Linked DNA regions of Mus musculus: all the other regions are linked to region 1. Evidence: chromatin contacts called from public Hi-C and HiCAR-type data. All regions are on one chromosome and are shown on one strand. The core of a region is the stretch at or near the end of the contact, and the rest is flanking DNA. Distances in the headings are between cores, read along the strand shown.

Region 1 (4,133 bases), core at 619-3,118:
TATAAGACACAGACCAAGTGAGACACAGGTGGCAGACAACCTGACACCTAGAACAGCAGCCACAGGTTACAGACCATAGGCCACCTTCTCACTTTTGCCTTGGACACCTTGGACAGACCCCATGCTCGGATTGGCTGTAAATCTTGGATCCACAGTCTCCAAATGACAAGATACCTAATCTGGGAGAGATGAGAAAACTTTGAAAACATTCATAGCTGCTCCTACTGTCAAGATGACTCATACTCAAACCCGGTGGTGCTGTTACCTCTTCCTTAGCTCAACTTCTGAGCCCAATAGGACACAAAGATCTACTGAGCAATTTAGGGTCTCTGCACAATAACAACAAAAGGAAGTGATTCTAACTGTTTTTAGAAGGTTTTTTCTGGGCCTCCTGAAAGCCCAGTTCTCTTGAACTAGAGGCTTGGTAGCCTGGGACCCAAATAGCAGCTCACTGGCTAAGCTCTGAAGGAGGAGAAGGAGGAGGAGGAGAAGGAGGAGGAGGAGGAGGAGGAAGAGGAGGAAGAAGAGGTAGAAGAGGAAGAAGAACAAAATGTGGAAGAGCAGGACGTGGTGGAGCACGCCTTTAATCCCAGCAGAGGCAGGCAGATTTCTGAGTTCCAGGCCAGCTTGGTCTACAAAGTGAGTTCCAGGACAGCCAGGGCTAGACAGAGAAACTCTGCCTCAAAAACAAAAACAAAAAATATGGAAGAAGAAAAGGAAGAGGAGGAAGTAGAGGAGGAAAGCCGTTTCTTAAACGGTGTGCTTTTGAAATGAGATTCCAGCCATAAGCCCTTCACAACCCAGCTCCCATACCTGGCGAGAAGAGGGGAGGGTTCTAAGAGACAATGGTTTTCCTATTGCAAGAACATATTGGCAATGAATATCATGCAGTCACACCATGCAACAAGCCTCATACAAAAGATTTACTGGGGTTAGTCTGCCACTGACCAGGAAGAGACAGCAGAGGGCTGGACAGAAAGGAAGACTTTTATAGGGTTTTTAGAGCATGTTCCGTGAGCTTGATGGGAAAGTATGGAAGATTAGGAAATATCATTTGTTCAATAAACTTGAGCTAAGGGTGGTAATAGTGATTTCCAAGCCTCTGAACTTGAGGTCAAGCCAGGGGCACAATGTTTTTCTTTTGAGCTTGAGATCACAGGTCAGGGTGTTCCTTCCCTGGCCCTTTTACTCTACAATGGTGGCTTGGGGAGGTGAGAAATGTGGTCTCACATAGCCCAAGATGGACTCTTATCATCTATGATCCTCCTGCATCCACACTCCAAGTGCTAGAACAGTTGTGCATTAAAATGTCTAAGCAGCAAAAATAGGTTCCTTGGTTCCACTGTTACTAATGGTGTCTGTGCCAGGCTAATTAGGTCCTTGGCACCTTGCTCAAAGAATTTAAGAAGGACTACAGCTTGAGTCTGGGGAGATGGCTCAAGGGTTAAGAGGGCTTACTGCTCTTTCTTGAGAACCGCCTTCGATTCCCAGCACCCAGGTCCGGAGGCTGACAAACTGCCTGTAACTCCAACTCCAGAGGATCAGTCAGCTTCTGCAGGCATCCACACACAAATGACATATAGTCACTAGATAACAGGAAAAGTGTCTAATAAAAAAGGCCTGGAGCTGTGAGCATGAACGACACAAAAGCAGAAAATGGGATAGCTTTAGCGATGGCAGAGAAGCAGCAAGCTCTAAATTCATGCTGTTACTCCTGCCATCCTTTGGTCCAGCACCCATTATTACAATCCAGTCGAGCTCTGCTCTTTAGCTATGTAGTGAGTGACCTAGTTCAGCAGTCAGGTGACGCTCCATGGAGGCGGAGGCGGCCCGTGGTTCCAAGCGCGCTGCGGCGGTTGAATTCCGAATTCTAAACAGAGGGACAAGGGCTTCTGGGAGTTGTGGCCAGTGGCCGGCCAGTGCGCACAAGCTGGTTAGTGGTGCGGTTGCAACTGTCCTACACCTTGGGTCTCAGCCTTGCAAGCTGAGACTCACTCCTCCCGGAGAGGGGGAAGTAGCTGCAGGATCCCAAGTCGGACAGGGAATGGTGTAGGACCATAGCCAGCCACGTAAGATTTGGGTGGGTCTGTTATGAGGAGTTTCTGTTGACTACTGTGAGGTCATTTCACAGAGCACCCTGTGGTGATTGTGGCATAACATTAAACTGGGTTTGAATTTGAAAGACTGGTAAGGAATCACAAAGACCTTTTTTCAGTTGCCAAATGGGATACCGGATGTACAACTATCTACGCTGTGAAAGGACCTTCTAGTACTACAGCTATTAAAGAATAGTGAAGATGTAGATGAAAGTTAAGTTTCCTGGTAGACGTCGATTTCCACACTGGTAAGTCTTCTCGTTAGAAAATTTAGGACATGAAATGGCTCAAAGAATGTCCAGATAAAACAGTTAACAATCAAGTTGAGCTGTTAAGGACCACCTACTTTTAAACCAGATCATCTGAAATGAACTAAAAAAAAAAAAAAAAAAAAAACACTCAACGTTCTTTAGAAATGCAGGTTGAGGCTTCACCCACCCACCCCAAATAATTGCATCATATTCATTGAAAATTAGAACGAAAGGAAAAAATAAATCTCGGTTTCAGATATCTCTGTATTTTGGATAGTTACTAAGTAACTTCTTTTATCTATCAGTAAGAAGCAGAAACTACCCTTTACTGAGTAGAACCTTTAAAAATCTGCCCCAATACATATATTTCTCTGTTACTAGGTAAGACTGGAGGCTTCATTTGAGTCATGGCGTTTACCAATTACAGCACTCTCAACCGGGCTCAACTAACCTTTGACTATCTACACACAAATTCAACTACCCATGCATTTTTGTTTGGTGCTCTTGCTGAACTGATTGATAATGCGAGGGATGCTGATGCCACCCGGATAGATATTTACGCTGAAAAGCGAGAGGACCTTCAAGGAGGATTCATGCTTTGTTTTCTGGATAATGGAGTCGGAATGGATCCAAACGATGTCATCAATGTGATCCAGTTTGGGAAATCAGCCAAACGAACACCAGAGTCCACACAGATTGGGCGGTACGGGAATGGACTAAAATCAGGCTCAATGCGTATTGGGAAGGATTTTATCCTCTTCACTAAGAAAGAAAACACCATGAGTTGCCTCTTCCTGTCTCGAACCTTTCATGAGGAAGAAGGCATTGATGAGGTGATAGTCCCTTTGCCTACTTGGAATAGTCAGACACGAGAACCTGTCACAGATAACATGGAGAAGTTTGCCATTGAGACAGAGCTCATCTACAAGTATTCTCCCTTCCACACTGAGGAAGAAGTGATGACCCAGTTTACAAAGATTTCTGGGACTAGTGGAACCCTGGTCGTCATTTTCAATCTCAAACTCACGGACAACGGAGAACCCGAACTAGACGTAACCTCAAATCCAAAAGATATCCGGATGGCAGAGATCTCCCAAGAAGGCGTGAAGCCAGAGCGGCACTCCTTCTGTGCCTACGCTGCTGTGCTGTATATCGATCCTCGGATGAGGATTTTTATTCACGGGCACAAGGTGCAGACCAAAAAGCTCTGCTGCTGCCTGTATAAACCCAGGAAGTACACCTTCACGTCACACCGTTTTAAGACCAGGGCAGAACAAGAGGTGAAGAAGGCAGACCAGGTAGCACAGCTCGCGGAAGAGAAGGCCCGGGAAGCAGAGAGCAAAGCCCGTACATTAGAAATACACATGGGTGGAGACATCACCCGGGACTCCAGGGTGATGTTGCGTCAGGTCCAGAATACAGCCATCACTCTCCGAAGAGAAGCTGATGTCAAGAAAAGGATCAGAGACGCCAAGCAGCAAGCACTCAAAGAACCTAAGGAGCTGACTTTTGTTTTTGGTGTCAACATTGAACACCGTGACCATGATGGCATGTTTATCTACAACTGTAGCCGCCTGATCAAAATGTATGAGAAAGTGGGCCCACAGCTGGAAAAGGGCATGGTATGTGGTGGGGTTGTTGGAGTCATTGATGTGCCCTACTTGGTCCTGGAACCTACACATAACAAGCAAGACTTTGCTGATGCCAAGGAGTACCGCCACCTTCTGCGGGCAATGGGGGAGCACCTGGCACAGTACTGGAAGGACATAGAAATTGCCCAGCATGG
Region 2 (4,133 bases), core at 506-3,005, 220 kb before region 1:
AAGGGGAGAGAGAAGGGGATAGGGGGCTTGTGGAGGGGAAACTGGGAAGGGGAATAACATTTGATATATAAATAAATAAAATAACCAATAAAAATAAAATAGGCTGAAAAAATTATGCCTACATACATACACTATATTCTCTTTATTTGTGTCTTAACAAGATCTTGGCAGATTTCAGAGCTTAGCTATTTTTGAGCAGTGCTATAATAAACATTAATGTGCATTTCTCTTTAAGATTTATTTATTGTGTATACAGTATGTATGCATATATGCTTACAGGCCACAAGACAGCACCAGATCCTATTATAGATAGTCATGAACCACTGTGTGATGGCTATAAGTTGAACTCAGGACCTCTGGAAGAGCAGCCAGTGCTCTTAACTTCTGAGCCATCTCTCCAGTCCATGTCCATTCATTTCTTATGTATAGTAAAATTCTTTCCTTTCTCTTTCCTAGCAAAGGGTGCTGGTTTTAGTTTGTGACCTTTAGTTTTGAGGTTTTGTTTGTTTGTTTGTTTGTTTTCAGAATGGTTTCTGTGTGTCCCTGGCTGTCCTGGAACTCTCTTTCCTTCCTTCCTTCCTTCCTTCCTTCCTTCCTTCCTTCCTTCCTTCCTTCCTTCTTTCTCTCTCCTCCTCCTCCTCTTCCTCTTCCTCCTCCTCCTCTTCCTCTTCCTTTTCTTCACAATGACCTTTAACTTCTTGCCTCCAAAGTCCTGTAATTAAAGGTCTGTACCACCATGCTAAACAATTTTAAGTTGTTTTTGTTTGTTTGTTCTTAGAAATCTTCATACTTTATTTTTGTGTCTGTATTAATTTACATTCTCTCTTAAAAGTTATAATGACTCTTTCTCCTATATCTGGTTTCATATATACTTCTTTTAAAATTTTAAGATTATTTTTATATGTGTATGAATGTATGTATGTGCACCATGTGAGAACCTGGTGCCTGTGAATTAAAAAGGTGATGAAGCTCTTGGAGTTAAGATGTTTTCAAACGATCGTGTGGATGATTGAAAGCAATCCCAGGGCCTCTGTAAGAGTAACAAGTGCTCCACATCTTAATATTCAGAAGTGGGACAGTGTATTCTACAGCCACATTGAAGTTCTAGCCGAAATAAACCAAATCCACAAACACTATTTCTAGGAGTTTGGTGAAATGCATCTCTAATCTTAACCACCGCACAAGTTCTTCATGTTGAAGATATATTCTGAATTCAGCATTCTCTGTACGTTATAAAACCCAAACACTGTACAGTAAGCAGCGTAATGACCACCTATAGTACAAGCCCAAAGAAGCGCTGGTGAGATGGGTTGGTTGGTAAAATGCCTGATTATCCTTCATGAGGATCTGCGTTTGGATCCCCAGAACCCACGTAAAAAGCCGGCCAAGCCTCTATCGCTAAAACTGGAGGTAGGGATGTGTGTCATTGGCTTTGTCCTAATGTCACTGAGTCCTGAATGTTCACAAAAAAAGTAGTGTGAGTAAGCGGAAAGGCACGAGGAACTCACACGAAGAACTAAATGTGTGCTCTAAAAACCCCGAAGTATATTCTCTTTAAATAGAATGACACCAAATATACTCCGGGTTTACTCCAGGGGTTTGGGGGAGCCAGAGTTAGGGAGGTTCTGTAGTCAGTTTGCCGGGTGAGTTCCATTTAAACGCGCTGAAAAGAGTTAAAGAGGCGGGTCGGTACCGTTCACCAATCAGGGACGTTGTTACTTTCCTGCATGAACTGCCCAATGAGGAGCATGGATAGTCAGAGGGTGCCGCCATTGCCGCCCTGTTTGAGTCCTGTGTAGCTCCAGGGAGGCAGGTGGTGACTTGGCCTGAGTCGCTGTCCCTTCTGCTGATTGTAGGCCCTTTAGGAAGCACACTGCTCGCGTGTGAAATCAGGAAATGGTGAGTGTGCCCTGTGTTCCTGGAGTCGTGCGTGGCACGTTGGTGACATCGCGGAGGCTTTGTCCCTGTGTGGTGCCGCGGCACTGACGTTCGCCTGATTCTGTGCAGGAGTCTGTCACCCGCGCCCTCTCACCCACGTGCGTTTTAATTCCGTGCAGAGCAGGCAGCGGGGAGCCTGGGGTCTGGTCCTGTCGGTCCGGCCCTGCCCTGCCCCGCCCCCCTTCTGAAGCAGTGTCTTCTAGTCCGCTGTGCTCTCGGGTGAGACAGCGCCTCTCCAGACTGCATCGCTGGCGAGTTGGCGTGATGCTCTGTAGCATTTAGACTGTTGTGAGGGGCTTTGATAAACGCTGTTCGTTCCTTCCTTCCTTCCTTCCTTCCTTCCTTCGTGGGCATCGAACCTCAGGCTTTGCTCATTCTAGGCAATCCTTTTACCAATGAACTGTAAACCTATCCCGCATCCTGGTTTTTGCTGTTAGCGTTAATGCAGGAGGATTTGTTTGCTCCCTCTGGGCTGAGAGTGGGAGGAATGCTCCGGCTTGCAAGGAAGAGAGGATTTTCAATTTGCTTCAAAATTGTTTGGATTCACCAACCAATTGGGCAATTAATTGTCTAGGCACAGGTGAAATTTGGGGGAATTTTTTTTTTCTTCTAGCATTGCTGGCTGTAAAAAAAAAAGCATGAGATGGGATGAATAATTTAATTGTAAAAACAAACAAAAACGTGGTAGATTCTTTGGCTGTGGACTTGAACAGAAGGGATGAGAGGGTTATATCTGTTTCTATCTCATCGTTATGAATATTCGTAAGTTGTTTATATCCTCTTGATTTAATTTTAGCTTGTTGTATGCGACTCAGAATCAAACCATTTCTTGCATATATTTCTTTTCCTCGTGGGGGGTATTTTTTTCAAAATACTACCAAATGGTCCACTGCTTTTCTTTTTTCCTGTCTTTTTTTTTTTTAGTCTCTTGCAACCTCCCCTAATTTATGACTTTATTAATTTGTCTCTTCCCTCTTTTTTGTTAGCTTGACTACAGTTTTGCCTATTTTACTGTTTTTTAAAAGAACCATTTCTGAGATTGACATTGACTGTGTGTATTCTTTGAGTCAATTTCAATAATTTTTCAACTTATTTTTTACTTCTTGCTGTCTTTTGCTCTTAAGTCTGACATTTTGTTGTTTTCCTAAGACCTTGTGTTTGAGCCATTAAGTTGAACTATTTATTCGGCATTCTGAATTCTCAGTGTGTGTATGGGAAGCCGCGGTAGCTTTTTTGGCTCTAAATTGAAGATGAACTTGGAGGGTAACCAGAGGAAAATTTAATCGAGTTTTTGAGGTTGAGAGGGGGAAAGCAGAAAACAGGGCAGGCAAGCTTTAAATATTGGCATTTGTGGTTAGGCGAGAAAACAAAACAAAAGGATGCCTTTTAAGTTCAACATGGAGATCAGAGAAACAGTGAGGAAGCCAAGGGTGTTAAGGAAAGCATATTTTCTAAGTGTTGAGACTTGGATTTGAGTTCAGAGGGGACCTGATTTACAGGGTCTTGTTTCATACACGGAAGGATTACACCAGAGACAAAGTCTGAGAAAATGTGATCCATGACATGTTGTGAGACATTTGCAAAACATCCAGTTTATATACCAGGAGCTTTTCTTGAGCGCGCCCCAGTAAGAAAGGGCTTAAGATCTTCCTTTGCTGACTGGCTTCTTTCTTATGTTAATCTTCAGGTTGCTTTTTGTTTTATTTTGTTTTTACTCCTATTTTGCATTTGTATGTAAACATTTGTAGCTATGAGAGGTATGAATGAGCTTACCTCTTGCTACTGTCTTGTTTTCCCACTTGAAAATAGATTTTCTACCTATATATTTATATATCCTGATTGTGGTTTCTTCTCCCTTTCCCATCACAGTTCCCTTTCTGATTCTCATTAGGAAAACAAACAAAAACAACAACAACAACAAAAAAAAAACAAACCAGGTTTCTAAGGTAGAATAATAAAATGTAGTAAGATAACAAAAATTAACATATCTAAATTGGACAAAACAAACAGAAGGAAAAGAGCCCAAGAGAACACACAAGAATCAGAGACTCACTCCCATGCACACTCAGGAATCCCAATGAAAAACTGGAAACCATAATATATGCAGACCTGTGCAGGCCCTATGCATACTGCTTCAGTCTCTGAGTTCAGACTCAAGTAGATTTTAGATGGCCTTGTTTTCTTCATGTTCTCCA
Region 3 (4,133 bases), core at 980-3,479, 150 kb after region 1:
AAGTGGAAAGGAGAAAAATAACCACAGAGCATTGTCCTTGGACCTCACAGTACACCCTAGCCGGGTGGTAATACAAAGTATCATTCACACTTAACAGGAATCATTTTTTAAAATGTTACTACACTCAAAACTCAAACTCAAAAAATGTTTTCTTTGAAGCAAAGTTGTTTTTTACTAAGAATACATTTTTTTTGTTGTTGTTGTTTTGATTTTTGAGAGGGGCTTCAGTAGCCTAGGGTCGATGAAGATAACCTTGAACTCCTGATCTTCTAGCCCTGCCTCCTAAAGTCTGGGATTGCAGGCCAAGCGAGGCATATCCACTTGCTTTCAAACTCTGGATGTCACCTAACACCCCCTCTTGATAGAAGGCAAGCATCTCGTGCGTGCACTGCTCGTCGGATCTCTGGATGATCTGAGATAAAAGCTGGATAAGGCACAGCTTCTCGCTCTGCAGAGCTTTGCCATCTAAACTCCCAGGAAGACATTTGTCAAGGATCTCAGTTTAGGACTTTGTTTGGCTATAAAAGTATGTAGAACCTCTTTAATGATGGGACACATTATCCACAAAAACTTGGGTTGCTTCAGGGCAGATGTCACTCATTTTTAGCTCAGAATAAGCCGTCTCATTACTTCCTCCAAGGCAGCATTCTGAACTTGGGCTTACCCAAAAGTCAGAGAAGTGATCGGCAACATTCTTAAGTAGCCGGTGTCTCTCTGCCACGTGCAAGAAGTTTCAGAGCTTTAGTCCATTGTTAGAGTGGGCAGCATGGTGGCACGCAGGCAGACACAGTGCTGGAGAGGTAGCTGAGAACTCTACATGCAGATACACAGGCAGCAGGAAAAGTCAAAAACAGTTTCAACCATTTCAAGGAAAAAAATAAATGGTGCCTTTGTGTCAGGCTGATCATCCCCGACTTTCTTGATGGTCAGAGATTACTATCTACATAGAACAAGTAGTTGAAGGCAAAAACACCAAAGATTTAATATTTCTTCCAAGAACTGTATTCCAATTAAAGACTAATTGACGAACTCTCCTAATTCTTTCTGTTCGGAGAAACCCACCAAGGAAAACCAAATTACAGCTACATGAATCCCTTCCCTCAGGCTTTCCCCCCATTTTTCCATATTTCCACTTTTAACTATTTTGACCAGCATTATTATTCAAAAGAGAGCTCAAAAGCGAGGTTGAAATAGATTTCCAATGGAGAAAAATGCCCTCTACACAACAAGGAGCCTTTGCCTAACATAAATAAAGCCTCGGGTTCAACTGGCCCTACTGTAAGGAGACAGTTGTCTGAATCCACGCATCTCAAGGACAGCTTCACTATCCTGCTGACAGAAACAAACTGAGTCCGTGTTCCCAGGCCCAGGAACCAGCTCCTTTGCCCCTCATCATTTTGAGTTACTCACCAAATGTCCAGGATGAGGCCTGACCACCAAGATTCTGAGAAAAAAGCCTTGAAACCAGGTGGCCCAGGGGAGGCTTCATCACCAATGATTCCTTTACCCCTTTCCTGTGACAAGCCGCAGGAGTCATCAAAATCACATTGGCGACTCCCTTGCCCAACCCCTTATGTCAAAATACGGCTGGACAACGCTACAGCCCACTCACTCCACTCCCCTTTGCTCTGAGGTCTCATCCGAAATATGCTGTGCAATTTTCCTTCCGGGACGGGGTCTATGCTATTGTCCCTGACCGGTCAGGTTTTTCTGCTTAATTAAAATAAAGATCTTGCTTTGCTGGACTCTTGTGCCTGCTTGTGTTTTGTTTTGGGGGGACCCCCAACAGCTGAAAAAAATAAAGAAAACGAAAGAAAAACACACCGTGATCACGGAGGAAAACTACAGCAGGGCAAACGAAAGTGCAAGGGCAGAAAGACCCGCAACAGCGCTCACACACCCTCTGTCGTTCAAAACGCAGTTTGCGTTCAGCATCACCAATCTACCAGCGCTGCAAATTCTGCAGAGGTGTAAGTTCGAGGCATGGACCCACACTGAAAGGACTGGCATGAAACCCGTTTCGTAGTGAAGGGACAGAACTGGACCCTGGTCTCCTGGCAGTGTCACAGATCTGCCATCCTCGAAGCCAGGAGCCCGTGACACACTCACCATTCTCTGCTTTTGATGCATACTGTGTCCTCTCCAAGGAGCCTGAAATTAGAAGAAGTGACAGTAACCGAAGAAGAGTTGACACGACTCTTCCCGCAGCTGCACCGGCTTCAAGATGGTAGCAAGTGAGGAACCCTTCGATTATCTGCGCTTCTTATTGGACAGGGGAATAACAGCGCCGTTGATTGGTGAATAACTCCCCCTGCCTCCTACGAGCTTAATTAAAAAGAAATCAGCCTTTCTGAGTACCGCTGCAGCTAAAATCACAGTTGTCACTCATGACCCTTTTAGCTTGCTCTTCACTAGAACAAACCTGGCGCAACCTGAAGTTTTGTGGCATTTAAGGAAACATTCAGCAGGATTCTTAGTGCATGCGTTTTCCAACTACACACCCTATCCCCTAAAGAACTAATGCTACAGCTTTACAGTGGAGCCTCTAGTGTCAGTACCCCAAGGAGAAAACCCAAGACTTTTCCTTAGGAAGAGTCCCTATGTCAATCTGGGGGCATAGGGAAAAAAAGAGGACCTGACATGCAAGCTCAAGATTTGGGGAGGTTAAGCTAAAGCTTTCGCAAACCTTGTGTTTCAATATACCCGTTTTCTGCCAAGAAAATTAAAACATATCAACAATGAATTCAACTATAAATTGTCTGGAGAAAAATGGAATTGCACACCCGAAGTTTTCTACAAAGGATTCAACAGGTCTGAAAAGCAGCCTTTGGACGTCAGCCAAAAAGGTTTCTTTGCCCAAGGAAATCCTCTATATTCAGGAATGTAAAATGGTCTCAGCCTCCCAGATCAACACTGATTTTGGACCAAGAGCTTCACAGTGGATCTGTTAGGTTCGGGGAGAAGCCAAGAAAATTGATTTCAAAGACAGCAGCTTAAAATGAAAGTTTTATTCTCTGAGTACACAGAGAGGTAGCCAGCTCGGGATCTCTACTGCATACCTGAAGGGAAATAGTATAGCATATTAAAGGATGAAACCACAAGTTCAGGGGGAAGCCGGGTGGGCTGTAGCATTGTCCACTCATATTTTTTTTTAAAGATTTATTTATTACATGTAAGTACATTGTAGCTGTCTTCAGACATTCCAGAAGAGGGCGCCAGATCTCCTTACGGATGGTTGTGAGCCACCATGCGGTTGCTGGGAATTGAACTCAGGATCTTCAGAAGAGCAGTCAGTGCTCTTAACCGCTGAGCCATCTCTCCAGCCCGTCCACTCATATTTTGACACAATGGGTTGAACAAAGGAGTTTCCATTGTGGCTCTGCCCCTGACTGGGAGCAGTCAGTCAGGAAGGTGATGCACATTGGCGACTGGGCCTTATCTGGGGCCACCCAGTTTCAATGTCCTTGAAATCCTGGACATTTGGCCTGTAACTCAAAATGATAAGGGTGCAAAGGGGTGGGCAAGCTGCATGTAATCAGTTAGGTCATGACAGGCAATCAGTGTATAGATTTATGGCGTGTGTACCTTAGTTTCCTTAACAGGCAACTTCTTTTTTTTTTTTTTTTTTTATATATTCTTTACTGGTTATCAGACAAGCAAGAAGCATGTGAAACAACAGAATCAGAGTTGGTTCCTGGGCCTGGGAACATGAACTCAGTTTGACCCAACCAGTAAGATGGAGAAGTTGTCCTTAAGACTACTGGACTCAGACAACTGTCTCCTTACAGGTCATAATGAGCCAGAGACACCGAACATTCACTCTGGAAGCTCTCCATGTCTTCCACTACTTTCTCTACCAGGAGACTGACCTTCCAATGCCTTAATAGTCACAAGGGGGAAAGTGTCATCCACACTCAAGTTATGGGTTTTGCCTTTGGTTTAGATTTTTCAAGACAGGGTTTTTATATGCAGCCTTGCCTGTCATGGAACTCACTTTGTAGACCAGGCTGGCTCGAACTCAGAGATCTGCCTGCCTCTGCCTCCCAAGTGCTGGGATTAAAGGCATGTGCTACCACTGCGTAGGTTAGGCCTGATTTTAGTGGAAATGCTTTGAGTTTCTAAAAGTTTAGGAT

What was found. A called contact is a pair of places that touch in the nucleus more often than the background predicts. HiCAR-type assays count read pairs that join an accessible place to other places.
Region 2: a contact with region 1 is called in a HiCAR-type map of embryonic stem cells, with 5 times the contacts expected there. The contact joins the promoter of Zfp81 here to the promoter of Morc2b in region 1. A contact is called at or near these places in 1 of 39 promoter capture datasets (liver) and 1 of 115 datasets of contacts at active chromatin or transcription factors (embryonic stem cells).
Region 3: a Hi-C map of nephron progenitors shows a contact between it and region 1, with 3 times the contacts expected there. The contact joins the promoter of Zfp952 here to the promoter of Morc2b in region 1. A contact is called at or near these places in 4 of 39 promoter capture datasets (embryonic stem cells and stem cell-derived epiblast-like cells), 1 of 484 Hi-C or Micro-C datasets (nephron progenitors), 4 of 115 datasets of contacts at active chromatin or transcription factors (embryonic stem cells and stem cell-derived neural progenitor cells) and 2 of 9 other capture datasets (adipose tissue and liver).

The regions. Positions count from the first base shown.
Region 1 is chr17:33,137,418-33,141,550 of GRCm38.p6, reverse strand. It overlaps Morc2b (microrchidia 2B), which reads left to right and starts at 1,868. Exons shown (of 2, transcript NM_177719.4): 1 at 1,868-2,344; 2 at 2,729-4,133. The coding sequence starts at 2,755. Gm52288 (a long non-coding RNA gene) reads right to left here and starts at 1,520. Exons shown (of 3, transcript XR_003952262.1): 1 at 1,459-1,520.
Region 2 is chr17:33,356,500-33,360,632 of GRCm38.p6, reverse strand. It overlaps Zfp81 (zinc finger protein 81), which reads left to right and starts at 1,755. Exons shown (of 4, transcript NM_207541.1): 1 at 1,755-1,899. The coding sequence starts at 1,897.
Region 3 is chr17:32,991,235-32,995,367 of GRCm38.p6, reverse strand. Zfp952 (zinc finger protein 952) reads right to left here and starts at 2,229. Exons shown (of 4, transcript NM_001045559.1): 1 at 2,110-2,229. The coding sequence starts at 2,130.